Regions from separate parts of the Sus scrofa genome. Here region 1 is linked to region 2. The links are chromatin contacts, called in public HiChIP or PLAC-seq maps. All regions are on one chromosome and are shown on one strand. The core of a region is the stretch at or near the end of the contact, and the rest is flanking DNA. Distances in the headings are between cores, read along the strand shown.

Region 1 (6,199 bases), core at 1,792-4,291, 260 kb after region 2:
CAAGTCAAACAAAGAACGGACAAAACAGCAATGGAGAAAAAGGAAATGCCCCCAAGACGATTACTTAAATTTAACTGCCCTAGGGTTTCTTAATTTTAAAAGGCCGTCTGGTCGCCCATATTTGAAATACTGACTGTTAGCGTCTCCACATTTCTGGGAGTTCCAGATTCTGTGGATTTCCAGGGAGAAGGACTACCCCAGAGAAGGCAGCTTGCTTGACACCTACTATGGTAGTCCCTGAATTTGTATCTCCTTTTGACCACAGAAATAACCAGCTTCCGGTAACTTCTCTCCTCCTTTGCAGCCCCTACACATTCAAAAACGCAACAAATCAGAGATCTTTGATAGATGGAGGTACAACGTGCCTGAAATAAAACTGTCTCGCTAAAAGGAAAAAACAAACAAACAAAAAGACTTGTGTGTGTTGTGCATGTGTATTTATGAATGTCAGTGTGGAGATGTAGCAGAGTGTGTCTCCCAGTGCGTGTGAGTAAGTACGGTGTGGTGGCGTAAGGTAGGAAATTCACGCATGCAGTCCGCTCTCTCTCTTTTTGAACAGTAAGCCTGGCTTCCCTTCGTTAGCCTTAGCCGGCCGCATGCAGCTGGGGAAGACCCGACCCTGGTGCGCGCGGGCAGCCCGGCGGTGCCCGGGGTTAGAGCTCTCCCCTGTGACCGAAAAGATAATTAAAAATTGTATGCGCAGGAGACAGTTCATTCCTCGCTGCGCATCAAGTCCATCGGGATAAGTGGGTTCTCAGGATAAATGGGGACTCCCGGGCTCGGAGGCCAGGAGACCGGGGAGTAGTTTGGGGAAGGGGTGTCCTAGCGGGTGATGCAGAATGCGTCACCCAGGATGGCAAGTGGCTGTGGGAAGGCCTTGGAGGCGGGAGGGGCGCGGCGAGGGGGCTCGCGTCTGCAGGGGGATTAGGGGGAGAGGCGGGAACGTGGAGAGAAAAGTGGGGAAGGGAGGTGTGGAGTTGTAAATGGGAAAAAGGAAGGTAAAAATTAAGCCCCAAAGAGGAAGGACAGAACAGTGTCCCCCGAACCCCACCCTTACCCCCGCGAGGGCGCTCGCATAGATAACTCCCCCTCCGCTCCCACTATTGGAAGCCCCTCAGTCGCATCTCATTAGAGGGCAATCTTGGTCCCCAAGCCACGCGCCTACAGCCCTGCAAGTTCATCGTGTGCTTGAAATTGGCTCCAGAGTCCAGTACAGGCAACCAGGCCCCCTCTTCCGCCCCCCCCCCGCCCCCGCCGGCTCTCGAAGCTCTTTAGCCCCCCTTTAAAGGCGCAGACCCCCAAGCGCCGGCTGGGCAAGTGAAAGCAATTCTTTAAAAACCGGGAGGTAGGGTCGCGGCAGGTTCCTACCAGGGTTCGAGAGGCGTTTGCGCTGAGCAGCAAAAATTAATGGGTATGTGAATTGATTTAAATAAGATGAAGGGGCGGGGGGAGATGAGTGATGACTCAACTATCTTTCTTCCTGAATACTCTGTAGAGGAGGCATTGTAACTTTTCATTTCTTTTATAAAACCATTTATTACTGTGTGGTGTCAGCTACCGTATTAGGAATCTCTGGCAACTGAGGATTCTTCTTGCAAACACGTTTTCAAGCTTTGCGAGGTTTAAAGGAGATTGACAGCAAGTATTCTAGGAGGAGGGGAAACGGCCCTGTGCCCCCTTCTTAGGGGTGCGATACCCTCAAGCGGATTTCCCGGCTTCTGCGGGCGCCGCACATTGTTTTATTTGTTTTGAAGGCTCAGAGTTTGAGGCTGGTCGGAGACACCCACGTGCTTCTGACTCTCATCAGTGTAATGATCGCCTTAGCCAGAGTCGTGTCTATATAAACCACAAAAACCTAATCATTAGAAATCCCAGCCTCCAAAAACCACATTTTAGGTAAAACTGCCGCCTTTTTTCTGCGCTCCTTCATCCTTTCGACCACAACTTTTGGGGGGATCCAAAGTCGCTTTTTAAACCCACACTGGGAAATAAATACATAAATAAATAGCCATCGAAGCATTTTGAATATTTTATTTCGTATTTTAATTTTTTTTCCTTGGGAGTGGTGGTGGTGGTGGGGAAGTTAAGACATTAGACCAAGTTTTAGATGCAGAATAGACTTATTAATAGATTGAGATTCATGGAAAACTGCTGGGGTTCCCCCCCTCCCCGCAAGGGTTTTAGCAACTTATTTTAATCATCAAGTTGATAGTTTTCCAGTCCTTAAAGAAACTCATCCTTGTTCTCTAGGAACAAGTTTGAATATAGAAGAAAAAAGTGTCCGGCTACCCACAGTTTGAGTTTCTAAAAACGATTTTGACAAATGTCCCCTCCATCCCAATTTTTTTGAGTCGCTTAAGACAAAAAACACCCAAACTCTGTAAAATCTTTTTTTTAACCCCTCTTGGGAGCCGCTCCGGCAGAGGTGGGGGGGGGATGGGGTGGGGGAAGGGTGAAGAGTGCTGAGAAGTCAGCACAGACGCTCAAGAATTTTCCTTCTTCCTCTCCTGAAGTTACAACGAAAAATAACGACAGGCAGATCAGCCGGCAGGCTCTCTGGCGTCTCAGCATCAACCTCCTCCGACCAAGAGGGGGTTCCTGGTTCTAGGGGGGAGGGGGGTGAGAAGCAAGAGGACGCGACCAGGCGAGATCCCCCTAGACCCGGGCCGCCTCTCTCGGCTTCGGAAGCTGCACGCCGCGTCCCGGGGGCTACTTCTCGCGGCCGGCGGGCGGCGGCAGCGGCTGAGATTCGCAGGCTCGAGATCCGCTGCCCCGAGATCCGCTGCCCGCGACTTACCTCCTGGCGCCTCGAAGCGCGAGGGTCAGGGGAGCTTTGCAAAGAGCTGGAGGGAGTGGATGCGAGGAGGGAGCGGTGAGAGGGCGAGAAGAGGAGAAGGGAAAGGAAGGAGCCGAGCCGGGGAGCCGGGCTGGCAGCCGCCGCGGGAGGAATCTGAGTGTGCAGCCGGCGCGGGGGGAGCGGCAGCCGCAGCAGAGCGGCGGCGGCAGCAGCGGCGCGGGCGGGCGGGCGGCGCGGCGCGGACGCCAGCAGCTGCGTAGCTGCTCGTGGCGCGGCGCGGCGGTGGCGGGCAGCGCGCGGCGATGCTGGCCTCTGGGTTGGACTGCTGAACCCACTGGGCTCAACCGCCGGACTCGAACTGGGAGGGGGCGCCAGCGCACCCAGGACGCGGTGCCCCAAGGGACCCCACTCCAAGCTGCTGCGAAGTGAAGTCTCCCGCCTGCCCGAGCCAAACACATCCTGGTGCCCGTTCGCAGCTGCCACCCCGGGTGTTTCAAGGGCTCCAGCAAGATCTGCGCCTCCCGGGTCTCGTCACCCGCCAACCCGATTGCTCCGCACCGCCACCGCTGGCCCCCGTCAGACTCCGCCCGGCAGTCTGCTTCATCGAACTTGATTTCTCACCTCCTCAGCCCCATCACCTCCATCCCCTTTCCCCCGTCTCGCCTCCACCCCCCCAATTTCCTCCTCCTCGCCCCTCATTCCACCCTCCTCCCCCTCCCCCGGCCACTTCGCTAACTTGTGGCTGTTGTGATGCGTATTCCCGTAGATCCGAGCACCAGCCGGCGCTTCAGCCCCCCCTCCAGCAGCCTGCAGCCCGGCAAGATGAGCGACGTGAGCCCGGTGGTGGCTGCGCAACAGCAGCAGCAGCAACAACAGCAGCAGCAGCAGCAGCAGCAACAGCAGCAACAGCAGCAGCAGGAGGCAGCGGCAGCGGCGGCGGCGGCGGCGGCGGCGGCGGCAGCGGCAGCCGCCGTGCCCCGGTTGCGGCCGCCGCACGACAACCGCACCATGGTGGAGATCATCGCTGACCACCCGGCCGAACTCGTCCGCACCGACAGCCCCAACTTCCTGTGCTCTGTGCTGCCCTCGCACTGGCGTTGCAACAAGACCCTGCCCGTGGCCTTCAAGGTAAGAAGCTGCGGCCGCCCCCCCACCCCCCGCCCCCTGCCCGGAGCCGCGGGACCTGCCTGCTAGCGTTTCCGTGCCCGCGGGGGCCCGAGCCCGGACCCGTACTGCCTCCAAGGTTCCTATCTTGGTGGCTCGGACCCGAAGGAACGCCGTCTGGCCCTCTTCCTCCGGATCTGCCAGCGGGCTCCGGGCGTAGTGACCCCGTGCAGATAGATCCTTCCCTCTCCCACCTGTGCCCGCAGCCATCACCTCAACCCTGGTTCTCTTTATCCGTTCATCACCCGTGGAGCCTGCCGGCCAACATTCTGACCCACTTCTCCGAGCCGTCTTACCTCCCCCAGGAGCCCCCAGGTGCCCACTCTCCGAGCTGCGGCCCGAACTTGCTCCACCCCGCCCCCACTCCAGGGTATCGCCAGCGTTCTCCCCACGGACTCCCGCGTCCCTCTCCCCAGCATCCCTGCCCGCCCTGCGCCTCAGGCTGCCGCGCCACCCCTCCCCCGGATCCCGCGCGCTCCCACCCTTTCCCCTCCAAACCGAGCGCCCTCCGCCCGTGTCGGCGCCCCCTTCTCCCACCCGTTTGAGCCTCTGCGGCTCCGGCCCCTCTCGGGCTCGGGGGCCTGTGTTCGTGGGGTGCCGGCGCCGGAGTTCGAGCCTGGGGAGGGGCTCCGAGTGCCGGCTGCCGCGGCGGCGCGTGGGCCGCCGGACTGAAGTCAGAGAGGGTCCCGGGCAAACTTAGGTACCCGGGGAGCGAGTGAGGGGAGACAGGTCGGGGGCATTTTCTCCGCCTGCAGCCCCACGCTTGTTCCGGCTACTGGGAGGAAGGCGAGGCAGCCGGGGTCGCCCCGCGCCCAGAGGCCGGGGAGTACGCGAGTCCTGGGCGCCAGACCCTCAAGTGCAAGGCGGCGCGGGCCAGGGAAGGGGGCGGGGGCTGGACGGCCTCTTCCACGGGGACCCGCTCCCCGCCTCGCCGCGCCTGGGAGGGAGAAGGGAAACCTGTGAAATGCCTTCAGCTTGCCTGCCTTGAAAGCGGAGGTGACTGTGCGATTCGAGTCATCTTATTCTCACTTTTGAGGACTTGGACCCCAGAGGTCCCTCCTGCTTCTGAAAGGTCTTGTGGCGCTGGGGCCCGTGATTTGGGAGCGGAGGGAGTGACCCCGGGGTTGAAAAGCGCCCTCCGCGCGCCCCGCGGCCTCCTCCGCCCGCCCCGTTAGTTTGAGGGCGAGTGTCAGCAATTGGAGTCGCGGGCTGCGGCTCTTCCGGCAGATTGAGGGCGTCGGGGAGTGCGTTTGGGGTCCCCCGGGGAGACCTCGCCTCCTCGCACGGCCCCCAGAGCTGCGAGCATCCCGGGTTGCTGGGGAACTGGGGTCCCGGGCCGTCCTCCCTCGCGGGACTTGGCGCCTGGGATGGAGTGGGCGGTGAGCCAGTTGGGGAGAAGAGCGCTTCCAGAAAGATGCTTCAGGCCCGGTCTAGCCTCAGAACCCACGAAGGTGGGCCTGGGTCCGCCGGGTTCTGAGATCTGTGGAGAGCAGGGTAAGCCAGGCCTTGGGGGAGGAGGGAAAAAAGGGAGCACGCGTGCCAGTTCCTCCCTTGTGGATCCCGGGGCTAAACTCCCACGGGCCACTGGCAGTTCCCAGATGTTGCTCACCACCCCCGCCCCACGCACCAATTCAGATTCCGTGTGTGGGTGGGGTGGAAAGGAAGAGGAGTCCAGGTCAATTAGAGCTGGTTATCTTGCTACGTTTGCTATCAGAACAGAAATCAGAATGAATTGTTATGGAAAGGGGATGTTGCATTCTGGGGCAAGTTTCATTTTGCAGTTGGCTCAAGAAATGTGTGTGTGTGTTTTAACCGTCCCATTTCTTCTTTTATGAACCACACATTTTGTAAGTTAAGGTTTTCTTCCTTGAAATATGGAGAGCTCAGAATATGTGTGAATCGTAGAAATTTGGATTTTCATATGAGATCTTGTACACCAAAGGCTCAGAATTTTGTAATTTGCCCTAGGTGAGAGTGGAAATTTGTTTCCACCTCCCTCCAAAAGAAAACCCTCTCCAAACACACACACACACACACGCACGCACGCACACACACACGCATACACACACACACCTTGGATGAAAACAGCAAATAATACAAATAAATAGATAAAATGTCACAAGTCAGGATACCTAAAAATATAAGGATAGGTGCCTTCGTTTTAAAAGATACCATTTAGATGTTTGATGTTCTACAGTCTGTTCTGCTAAACATGTTTAAAGTCTAACTGTCCTGAGG
Region 2 (6,100 bases), core at 314-2,813:
AAGAGAAGTAACTGATCTGTGAGTGATCTATGTATATGGAAGAAAGCGGAAAATGCACGAGGACACCAACTTGTAGGAAGCCTGTGGGCAGGTATAATTTGGTGAATTCACTAGTGGACAAACTGCAATTAAGTTCAAAGGAGTTAAGAGAAGAGACATGTTGGAGAACTGCGCAAATAATTTAAAACACAGTCTTTTATCCAGTCCCCAAAATGCTGCTGAAACATGGGTAATAAATGTGGCTGGAACTACTAGATAGGAAAAATAAGCTCCATCGTTATCTCATTCCACAAACAGAAATTAATTTGATGTAGATCACAGACTTGAGCATAAAATCCATAACTGTAAAAATACCAGAATAAAACCTGAGAGATAAAATCTTCATGACCTTGCTTACACAAAGATTCATTGGACAAAACATGGGAAGGACAAATAATCCAATAAAAACAGGCAAAAACAATGTATACATGTATGTGTGACTGGGTTACTTTGCTGTACAGTAGAAAAATGACAGAACACTGTAAACCAGTCATAATGGAAAGAATAAAAATCATTATTAAAACATAAACAATAAAAGCAGGCAAAAAAACTGAATAGATACATCACCAAGTGAGATATATGAACAACCAATAGACATACTAAAAGGTGCTGAATATCATTCAACAAATAGAAATAAAAATCACAGCGAGATAATAAGACTGCATACCACAGAGTATACAAAATAAAAAGACTAACAAACCCAAGAAAGCTAGACACAAAAGAATACAGTCTATATAATTTCATTTATACAAAATCTACCAATAGACAAGCTAATCTGTGGTGACAGAAATCATCTGGGGGCAGTGGGCAGGTTGTGACCGAGAAGGGGAATTTCCTAAAGCAATGAAAATGTTAGTCCTAGTTTGGGGTGATGGTTACATAGCAATGTAGACTTGTCAGAGCTCCCTGAATCGAACAACTAAAATGTGCATTTTCTTACGCTAATTTTACATATTCATATATGCATATGTACATATATTACATATGTGTATGCATTTATATTCTCTCTCTATATAAAACATATATATATTAAATTTAACTAGCTAAGCCTGCTTTGTATAATTAGTAATTTAATAAACATACATATACTGAGTTCCTAGCATGTGCTAAATTATTTGTTTTTGTGTTAGGAAGATATCGTAAATGTTCCAATACAAATACTATGATTAAAGTACAGTGCTCTTGAAATCTTCCCCCTAAGGAATGGTAACTTGTTCATTCTCTGATGATAATGTTGTTTAGGGTCTTTTCTGCCTATAAGATACCCTGTATCTTTTTAAAATAGAATACGCCCCTTTTTGCAGAGTGAAAAGTTATAACATGATATCTTAATAATTATTGTTTGCTGTCAGTTACTTTCTATTTAAGTGCTTGTACATTTTAGAATACCCTCCTAATGCTTGATAGTTAATTAAGGCCTGAGAAAAGCACTGGACAACAGACTGTCAAATGCTGGTCACAGTGGACATGGTGCTATACTTGGACAGTCAGAACTGTCCTTGGCTTCCCTGCCTAAGTGGTATTTGTGAGCAATACTTAGGTTTCTACAGACTAGAACATTTCCAAAAAAACAGTGCTAATCACTTGCAAAACAACCACTGAATTTCAAAATATCTCTTTAGTAGAGAAATGCTCACTGTCTTCCACCTAGATGTTATGCTTGAGTCATTACCTTATCTGCTGCATTTCCTTGATAGGAAATTCCATTTCATGATAGCAAACCCTCAATACTGTTGTTGCAGATATTTCAAAAGTATGTGCTGTGACCAATTCATGTGATTCTTTGTGATTTTAAAACTTCTATATATATAACAACTGCAAGTTCCAGGAAGAACAAACTATTATTAAACATACACAATGTACCAACAGTACGTAAAACATGGCCCAGGATGTTCTCATTTTTCCAAATTCCTTACTTCCCCTAATTTCAATAAAAGAAAAACGTCATCCTGACTTAAAGTTCTGTGAGTCATTTCTTATCATAAATAATAATGATCTAAAATTACTATGTTTGCATGTATCTAGAATTATAATAAATGCCATGTGTCAAAGGGGGGTATTACTAGAGTAATTTTCATTATCTATAGAATTAGTTCACATAATATATTTAATAGCCTATTATATGTTTAGCTGGCAAGTTTCTACATTTACTAACCCCATAATTTTAAATTAGAAAATTATATTTCAGCCTACTGTTTTTATTTTGACTAGATCCAAAATATATTAATTGTGGCACATATAGTCAATAAATGAGCCATTATTTCTCCAAGGTGTGTAAAATACATACATAATGATGCCAACTGCATTAAATTTTCCTGCCAAACAGGAAAACAATTAAAGTTGTGTTAACTATAAAATCAGGATTACATTTATTTTAATAAAAGGAAAAGATTTACCTTATTATTTTTTTCAACTTCAGACACACAGTTATGTGAATGGTAACCCAATGCTGACTGTATAAAATACGAACGAGGCAAAGGTTTTACAGCTGGTTTTGATCAGCTTCCTTTGTTTAACATTAAAAGTTAACTTCCAGAAGACACATACAAGCTACAGGTAATGATTACCAGATGGAGATGTTCTTCCTGTTACTGTGTCTGATATCATAAAGAATATGCTGTAAGAAGGGAAAAAAACAACTTGAGCAGGGATTCTGATGTCTTCTGTGGTATAAATAGGCTCTTTCCAACTAACACTGGTCGGCAGAGTCAAAGATTCTTTAGCATCAGAATGCTTCTGTACTTATACAATAGAGTGAAATAAGGTCATAGTCAGCATACATGGTCAAACATCCATGAAGTAACATGAATGTTTTCTTCTTACCCATGATCAGCTCAGAATAAAAGGTTTGCTCCCCGCTACATAGGTCACGTTCCCACTCCATGTCCTATAACCATCTAGCCTATGGTCAAGCCCTGGGAGTCTAGATGCCCAGTCTCCTTGCAGGGCCCCCAGCTATAGTCTCTCTGCCTCAAACTATTCCATGTACTGATATCAGGTTCTCATGTAAAAATAGCAACTGAAAAACTTGCTGAAAAGGTCAAAACTTAAAGAGACTCTCAATTTAATTTAATTTAATTCTATTAAATATGGTCATGTAGTTTTAAAAATTTCATTTCCCCTTTTTTCTCTTCATGGATGCTATAACTCTCCTCAGAATGAACTACTCATTTTTCACAAATGGCTCTCCTACCTATACCTTCCACTATCTAACTCCAAAATTATGAGATCAGATATCACTACTTTTTTAAGTCCAGAACAAAAATTCTTTCATAGGCTTTTCCTGATTCTTAGAGGAAGAACTAAGTTCTCCCTCATGCAACCATTGTAACACCTCATAGAGCACATCTTCATTAGTAGCATATTTATTTATTAACTTATCATATCCACTGCTGGACTGTATATAACCTCCCTGGTAAGGGAGGAGTCATCTTATGTAGTACGTAGTGTAGGATTTTGCTTATGGTACCTACATAAGAAATGTTCATAGAATAAATGAATATACTCCTGGATTCCTGTAGGGCCAAATGCAATGGGGGCACAGCAGTTGCTAAAAAAACAAACAAAATTTTTCCTTTATGTAATCAAATGACTTATTATAAGTGGAAAAAATGCAATGAACACAAACATAAACAAAGGAATTTAAAAAAAATGCTTAAACATTTATTTTTGCTTAAAATTTCATTAAATTTAAAAAATGAATATTTGAGGGGGGAAAAAGAATACATCAAAAACAACACTGAAAAATAAGAAATGGCATTAGTGGGCCAAAACTTTGAAAGACAGAAATTCAACAGATTAGATGGAAGGAAGATTTGAGAAAAACCAAAATCTAAAACCTAAGAAAGACAGGACTATACAGGAGGTAGGAGCAATTCCAAGGAAGCTTCAAACTCATAGAGAAACCCCTGGGGCAATCTTCTGAGTGATTGATGTTGGAACAATAGAGACTTATCAAGGAAAAAAGGATAAGGATTTTCATTTGCAGAGTTAATATGAATTCCAAGGAGGGTAGACTCAGAGCCTGTGTGCCACACCCTAGAGCCTTAACATTTCCTGCTTAGTTTCAAACCTATCAAATCCAAGATATGCCCGGATCTTTACAGAGAATGTCTTCTTAAGGTCAGACCATTCTGTGAGTGTGTGCATAGAGGCAGGATGTGAGGGCTGGAGTATTTACTCATATGTGAAAAACTCTTCATCATGGAGGTAGGGTTCAGAAGAGAGGGGTGATGGACTGTAGGCTGTCACAACTTTCCTGCATGAAACTCTGCAAAGTCAGATATTCCTAAATTTGTACCTGGCAGTCCAAGTTGTTAGAAAGGTATTTGTCAAGGTAGAAGATGGAACATATTTCATGTAACAATTAGTTAGATGGATTTACAACTTCTAAATATTTAGACATATAGTATAAGATGATCAATACAGATTCATTTTCAAAACCACATCTCTGTCCACAAAATAAAGGAAAATATTTATAATCTACTAAATATGCAAATAGATTTTGCTTATCACCCTATTTGAGAGATAAAATTGGGAATAAATTCTAGCCAAATAACACATTAATTGGGACAGAAATCAGAATTGAAAAAGAAAATAAAAAGTAAAAAACTTTGTTAGAATTGGTTAAATATGACTAAATCTAAATAGTAATAAGACATAATAATAATAGTAATAAGTAATAATAGTAATAAGATTCTTGCAATAGGAGAAACATACTGCCTATAAGTCTATGTAATTTAAAATATCTAACTAAATCAGTAAAATTTAGGAATTCAGAGATAGAAAAGGAAAAAAAAATCAGTGAAACCAAAAGCTGGTTCATTGAAAAGACCAGTGAAATCAGTAAGACTCTAAGCAAGCTAATTAAGGGAAAAAAGACAGTGGATACAATTCACAGATATCAGAAATAAAAGAGACAACATTTTTACAGATTCCATGGATATTAAAAGGATAATGAAAGAATGCTAAGGGCTCTATGTCCATGAATTTCACAGCATAGATGACATAGATCAATTCCTTGAAAGATACAATGTCCCAAAACTTAGATAAGAAGAAACAAAATCTGAATAGTCCTACATCTCTTACAGTTACTGAATCAATAATTAATAATCTTCCACACAGGAAGCACTAGGACCAAATGAATTCACTGGTAAATTTTATCAAACATTTTAGGAAGAAATTATACTAATACAATCTCTCTATAATTTCATTCAGAAGAGACAAGCAAAGGGTACCTTATCCTATGAGGCCATTAATACCTTAAGAGAAAACTAAACAAAGATGCTACAATAAAGTAAAATGAGAGACTGACATTTCTTACAAACATAGGTGCAAATATCCTCAAAAAAAAAAAAAAAAAGCAAATTGAATCCAACATAGTATGAAAAGAATTATACACGATGACCAAGTGGAATTTACCCAGGTATCCAAGGCTGGTTCAACATTCAAAATTAGTTGTAATCTATCACATCACCATACTAAATTAGAAACAAAAATTACATGATCATATCAATAGATGCACAAAAAGCATTTGACAAAAGCAAACACCCATTCATGATTAGAAAAACAAAAAACAAGCAAACCAAAAAAACCTCTCAGTAAACAAGGAATAGAGAGAGCTTCCCTGACTTGGTAAAGAATATCTACAAAAAGCCAAAGGTGAAAAACGAGAAACTTTCTAAGATCAGAAATAAGGCAAAGATGTTCCCTCTCATCACTGTTGTGCAACATCATACTGGAAGTCCTTGCTAATGCAATAAGATAAGAAAGAGAAATAAAAGGGATATAACTCAATAAGAAAGAAAAAATTTATCATTCATTGATGATAACCATTCATGTAGAAAATCCAAAAAAAAAAAAAATACAAAAGTATCTTAGGGAAAAAATGATTACAGTAAGGTTTCCAGGTACAAGGTTAATACACAAAATCAATTGCTTTCCTACAGATCAGCAATGAAGAAGTGGTATTTGAAATTAGAGACACAATATATTTACATTACTAACCTCCAAAGGAAAAATACTTAGGTATAAAAACTGACAAAATATGTACAAGATCTAT

The links. HiChIP or PLAC-seq counts read pairs in DNA pulled down with a chosen protein or histone mark.
Region 1: a contact with region 2 is called in an H3K27ac HiChIP or PLAC-seq map of alveolar macrophages. The contact joins two enhancer-like sites. A contact is called at or near these places in 2 of 47 Hi-C or Micro-C datasets (embryonic fibroblasts and fetal heart ventricle) and 1 of 2 datasets of contacts at active chromatin or transcription factors (alveolar macrophages).

The regions. Positions count from the first base shown.
Region 1 is chr7:40,202,365-40,208,563 of Sscrofa11.1, forward strand. RUNX2 (runt-related transcription factor 2) reads left to right here. Exons shown (of 8, transcript XM_005666074.3): 3 at 3,564-3,925. Among named protein-coding and RNA genes, the nearest start is that of SUPT3H, 44 kb to the left of the region's middle. Within about 2 kb of position 3,042, at least 39 of the 83 cell types and tissues checked have an H3K27ac peak or open chromatin away from gene starts, as enhancers often do. A contact at or near this core is called in alveolar macrophages, where this site is marked.
Region 2 is chr7:39,938,893-39,944,992 of Sscrofa11.1, forward strand. All of the region lies in intron 3 of SUPT3H (transcription initiation protein SPT3 homolog), which reads right to left. Among named protein-coding and RNA genes, the nearest start is that of RUNX2, 160 kb to the right of the region's middle. Within about 2 kb of position 1,564, at least 5 of the 83 cell types and tissues checked have an H3K27ac peak or open chromatin away from gene starts, as enhancers often do. A contact at or near this core is called in alveolar macrophages, where this site is marked.